2 separate regions of the Capra hircus genome follow, and region 2 is linked to region 1. The links are chromatin contacts, called in public Hi-C maps. All regions are on one chromosome and are shown on one strand. The core of a region is the stretch at or near the end of the contact, and the rest is flanking DNA. Distances in the headings are between cores, read along the strand shown. Region 1 overlaps LOC106502804 (a long non-coding RNA gene). Region 2 has its middle 10 kb from the start of PFDN4.

The links. Hi-C and Micro-C count contacts between places; a contact is called where the count stands out from the background.
Region 2: a contact with region 1 is called in a Hi-C map of blood, with 3 times the contacts expected there. The contact joins two enhancer-like sites.

What each region holds. Positions count from the first base shown.
Region 1 is chr13:81,128,587-81,131,364 of ARS1.2, reverse strand. LOC106502804 (a long non-coding RNA gene) reads right to left here. Exons shown (of 5, transcript XR_001919092.1): 4 at 1,586-1,771. Among named protein-coding and RNA genes, the nearest start is that of BCAS1, 60 kb to the right of the region's middle. Within about 2 kb of position 1,419, at least 3 of the 5 cell types and tissues checked have an H3K27ac peak or open chromatin away from gene starts, as enhancers often do.
Region 2 is chr13:81,182,514-81,185,291 of ARS1.2, reverse strand. No RefSeq gene overlaps it. Among named protein-coding and RNA genes, the nearest start is that of PFDN4, 10 kb to the left of the region's middle. Within about 2 kb of position 1,376, at least 3 of the 5 cell types and tissues checked have an H3K27ac peak or open chromatin away from gene starts, as enhancers often do.

The sequences.
Region 1 (2,778 bases), core at 170-2,669:
TTTCCACACCAGTCTTGGAAATTGCCTTGAGAATCTATTCATTATCAATGTGTTTATCTTGCAATATAAACAGTTCCCAGGGATCTCATATTAGCCCTCAGAAAGACAACTGAGAAAAATGATTTGTGATCATGACATTATTGCTCAAAATATGTTGATAACTTAGTTCTAAACATTGGCTTCAGGAGACATGTGTGTCTCAACAAGTCAATACATTTTTATCTGCTGTTGAATAATTAGGTCGCTGATTAACTGGGTACAAATGTTATAACTGCCACAAAGACTATTATTCACTTGAACATATGGATGGAAATTCCTCAAGTTTGTAGCAACTTGTAGAAAGTTAAGCCATCAAACAGAATAAAAAGGGCTATGCGCTCTCTAGCTGCTGACTTAAATTTCGCGCACCGTCAGAGTTGGGATTCAGGCATACTTGGTCTTAGCTATTTTGCCAGAACCCAGCCTAGTGTCTAGTACATCAGTTCAGTTCAGTTGCTCAGTCGTGTCTGACTCTTTGTGACCCCATGAACTGCAGCACGCCAGGCTCCCCTGTCTATCACCAACTCCTGGAGTTTGCTCAAACTCATGTCCATTGAAACCTTAGTTGAAACTCATGTCCAGCAAAAACCTTAGTTGAAAAAAAAAATGATCTTCAAAAGTTAATTAACTTCATTTCCTAGAAGACTGTCAAGAAATGTCATTCTGGAATGGATTTGAAGTCCCATTTCTTATCCTCCACCATGTTCCAAATTATCTTTTAACACCTTCTGATATAAATACCTGAACCACCAGCTCATCCTTTGACTCTGAGTGCTGATTAGATTTCGCACTGGAGTTGAACTTGGATGCTCCTATTGAGCTGGCCCAATGCTTGACTCATGGCCCATCTGAGGACAAACAGCGAGCCTGCCAAATCTTACCATACTGAAGGGGAAATTCTTATGACAGGTCTGAATGTCTGGCATCCTGAATATGCATTACAGGGGGTCAGCCAGACCACCAAGTCCACTGTCTCTGCAATCTAAACTGACTGCAGGCTGAACTTCGTGAAATCACCAAGCTCTGTGAAATATTTCAAGGAATAACTGCATTCTGTGGTAATAAAAAAAGGAGTAAGAGCAAGGACTGTGGCTGATCACATCTACTGAAAATTTGTGTGACAATTATTACAGCTAAATCTGTTTTTATTTTCTGTTTCGATGTCTTTCATTTATTTTTCATCAAAACTTAGCTTATTTCCTTGATTTGAGCAGAAGTGAATGTGTAACAACATAGTTTCTCAAATTAATACAGTGTCACTGAATTCAGAGCGAGGCTGTGTATGTGTGATACACACAGCCACGTGCCAGAGATTCCTTCCTCATTCATGCCTAAGGGGAGGACACGTGCTTTAACGATGTGCTGTGTTGGTTCCCACTGTGCAACAGTGGGGGTCAGCTCTACGCACAGGCATCCCCTCCCTCTGGAGCCTCCCTCCCATCCCCCCACGTAAGTCATCACCGAGCACCGAGCTGAGTTCCCCGTGCTACATGGCAGCTTCCCACTAGCTGTCTATTTTTAAGTTTGTTTTAAAGCATCAGCTCACTTTGGTTTTCATTTGACCATGGGCGGTGAGGTGGAATGGCCTCCAGCGTTCAGATGAGGAGATGGAAGCTTGGCAAGGTTCAGGAATGCGCCGCAGGTCACAGGCCCAGGAGCGGTAAACCTCGTCTTTCAGCCCAGTGTTCTTTGTGACCCCAGGGCACAGGTTCTCCATTTCTGCGATTTATGTCTTCAAGTGAGTATCAGAAAAAAATAAAACATGAAAATAGTAGACACTGCATCAGTTTGCGTTCATCCTTAGAAGGTGCAGAGCGACAAGCTGCCCGTGTGGGGCCTCTGCTGTCCTATGTGAATCAGGATGACCAGTAAGTGTTGTGAAGTGGTGGTTGTGTGATTGCCAAGGCTGGGTCAGAAAAGGCACTGTGACTTTCACCTTGCACGCTCCTGGATCACTCTCTCTGAGGGGAGCCAGCCACCACGTCATGAGGACACTCAAGGCATCCTGTGTAGAGGTCCACAAGACACAAAACCGAGGCCTCCTGCCAGCAACCAGGACTGACCACCAGGCCTGCGCATGAGTCAGCTTGGAGATGAGTCCCCTGCCTCCCACCCATTCACACCTTCAAACAACTTAGTTATCTTGACTGCATTCTTGCGAGACAGAACTGTCCAAGAACCCCTACAATTTTTTTTGGTATAATTTGTTACACAGCAACAGCTAACTAATATAAAAAGGGAAGATGTTTTCAAGGGAGAGATTAAAACAGTGAACCGTGATACCTAAGAAAGGAAGGAAGGAAGTGAAGAAATGTGGGCTGTGCAGTTGGATGGATATACTTAATAAAGTCAAAACACCCCATCGTGGGGTACGCAGCCCAGGCCCAGTGCACTCTGACATAATCTCTTGCTCTCTAAGCATGTTCCATCCTGGTTCCACTGATGCCGTTGTTGTTCCTTCAACAAACCGAACTCACTCCTGCCTGGGGGCTTCTTGCAGCTGCAGTTCCTTTACCTGGTACATTCTTGCTCCAGGTCACTGCATGGCTGGTTCTTTCTCCTCCTTTGAGTCTCAGCGTTAAAATAGCTTATTCAGAGAAACCATCTCGTGCAGTAACCCCCCTACTCCCACCAAGCTGTCTTGTAACGTCACCCTATTTTACTTCCTTCGTATTCCATAGCCCCGTCTAAAATGATTTTACATATTTGCTTGCCTAGTTACATGTCTCCTCAAGAAGA
Region 2 (2,778 bases), core at 127-2,626, 54 kb before region 1:
TGACTATGCCAAAGCCTTTGACTGTGTGGATCACAATAAACTGTGGAAAATTCTGAAAGAGATGGGAATACCAGACCACCTAACCTGCCTCTTGAGAAACCTATATGCAGGTCAGGAAGCAATAGTTAGAACTGGACATGGAACAACAGACTGGTTCCAAATAGGAAAAGGAGTACGTCAAAGCTGTATATTGTCACCCTGCTTATTTAACTTATATGCAGAAAACATCATGAGAAATGCTGGACTGGAAGAAACACAAGCTGGAATCAAGATTGCCGGGAGAAATACCAATCACCTCAGATATGCAGATGACACCACCCCTATGGCAGAAAGTGAAGAGGAACTAAAAGCCTCTTGATAAAAGTGAAAGAGGAGAGTGAAAAAGTTGGCTTAAAGCTCAACATTCAGAAAACTAAGATCATGGCATCTAGTCCCATCACTTCATGGGAAATAGATGTGGAAACAGTGGAAACAGTGTCAGACTTTATTTTTTGGGCTCCAAAATCACTGCAGATGGTGACTGCAGCCATGAAATTAAAAGATGCTTACTCCTTGGAAGAAAAGTTATGACCAACCTAGATAGCATATTCAAAAGCAGAGACATTACTTTGCCGACTAAGGTCCATCTAGTCAGGGCTATGGTTTTTCCTGAGGTCATGTATGGATGTGAGAGGTGGACTGTGAAGAAGGCTGAGCGCCGAAGAATTGATGCTTTTGAACTGTGGTGTTAGAGAAGACTCTTGAGAGTCCCTTGGACTGCAAGGAGATCCAACCAGTCCATTCTGAAGGAGATCAGCCCTGGGATTTCTTTGGAAGGAATGATGCTGAAGCTGAAAGTCCAGTACTTTGGCCACCTCATGTGAAGAGTTGACTCATTGGAAAAGACTCTGATGCTGGGAGGGATTGGGGACAGGAGGAGAAGGGGACGACAGAGGATGAGATGGCTGGATGGCATCACGGACTCGATGGACCTGAGTCTGAGTGAACTCCGGGAGATGGTGATGGACAGGGAGGCCTGGCGTGCTGCGATTCATGGGGTCGCAAAGCGTCTGACACGACTGAGCGACTGAACTGAACTGAGATCTTTTCTATGTGCCTCACAGATTGCTCTCATGTGGACTCACTGAGTGAATAGCTTTTCTTTCCCACCAGGTGGCGCTGTGACCTCAGAATCTGACATTTATTTTCTATTTGCAAACCCTCAGGAGGGCTTCCCTGATAGCTCAGTTGGTAAAGAATCCGCCTGCAATGCACGGGTCCCCAGTTCCATGCCTGGTTGGAAAGATCCCCGGGGCAAGGGAAAACCTACCCAGTCTGGTATTCTGGCCTGGATGATTTCATGAAATGTAGTCGCAGTCCATGAGGTCACAAAGAGTCAGACATGATTGAGCCACTTTCACTTTCAAACCCTCTGAACAGTCCAAGTTCTGTAGACACTCCACAAAGCAAGACTGCACAAAAGCAAGGAAACCTCTCTGTTTCCTGGCCAAAATGTATTCCTCTCCCTTCAGTTTGAATTCTCAACTTAGTTTTTACTTGGAAAAAAAAGTGTTAACATTTCTGCAAACCCCTCCAGAATGTACACTGGTTGACGGTTTCTGTAAAATAGACCATGAAGGAAACTGTTTCAAGGTTTTGCGCTTACAGCAATGTATTGAGAAAAGAGTCAGAGCTTGTTATCAGGAGCAGTCACAGCATATCTTCAAATTAAAACATAAATTCCCAAGTGTGATTCATTCCACAAGAATTTATCCAGAACCTGGGTTGCGCTTCATACTGAATCAGGCAGCCTCTTCACGCAGATGCTGCTCATAAAAAGATCTGTTCTGTGATGGAGAGGGGGCACCCTACGTGTCTGTGACCACCTAATATCTCCTGAATACTTTTCTCCATATTTGGGGAAATTTCCAGGTCATGGGTGTCAACTCTCAATTTCAAAGCATCCCTTAAGCTAGGATGCAGATCCCAGGATTTAGGTCCAGCCAATCAGATTCACTGGGCTTCTCTCCTAGCTCAGTCAGTAAAGAATCTGCCTGCAATGCAGGAATCCGCCTGCAATGCAGGAGGCCCGGGTTCCATTCCTGGGTCTGGAACATCCCCTGGAGAAGGAAATGGCAACCCACTCCAGTATTCTTACCTGGAAAATGCCATGAACGGAGGAGCCTGGTGGGCTACCGGCCATGGGACTGCCAGAGTCAGACATGGCTTAGCATCTGAACCACCGATCAGATCCACCAGTGGGAGACTTTGCTCTAAGAGGCCAAGGAGGAGAGTGTCCGGCGCCCTGAGGGCTCGCTCCTGGGGATGAAGGCAGCCCAGCAGGGACAGCTGGGACCCTCGGGAGCAGCAGGGAGGCAGCCCTCACAGAAGCCATGGCCTGGGTGGCTCAGGCTCGGGGGTGCTGAGATTTTAGCAGCCAGCAGTCCTGCAAGGTCACTTCAATGTCATCCCTAGAGGTTCACCTCCACTGTGGATTCCTCAGCCCTTACAAAGGGTCTGTGTGCATCTAATACAGGGGTTGTTCTTTGCCACAAAGACCCTAAAGAGATGTTATTTTTAGAGAAAAGTAATTCCTTTGTTATTGTAGGTTCTGTCAAGATGACCAGGAAAGGATGGACAGACAAAAGGCTATCGTAGTCTCTAGTCTGTTTTGAGGTGCTGCTGGTATGACAGCTGCAGAGGTGGAATTTTACCTGAAAATAAAAGCATCCTCCTGACATCGCACAGCGTACACCAGTTGGAATCAGGGAACCTGTGCTGACGTTCAAGGCTTTTTAT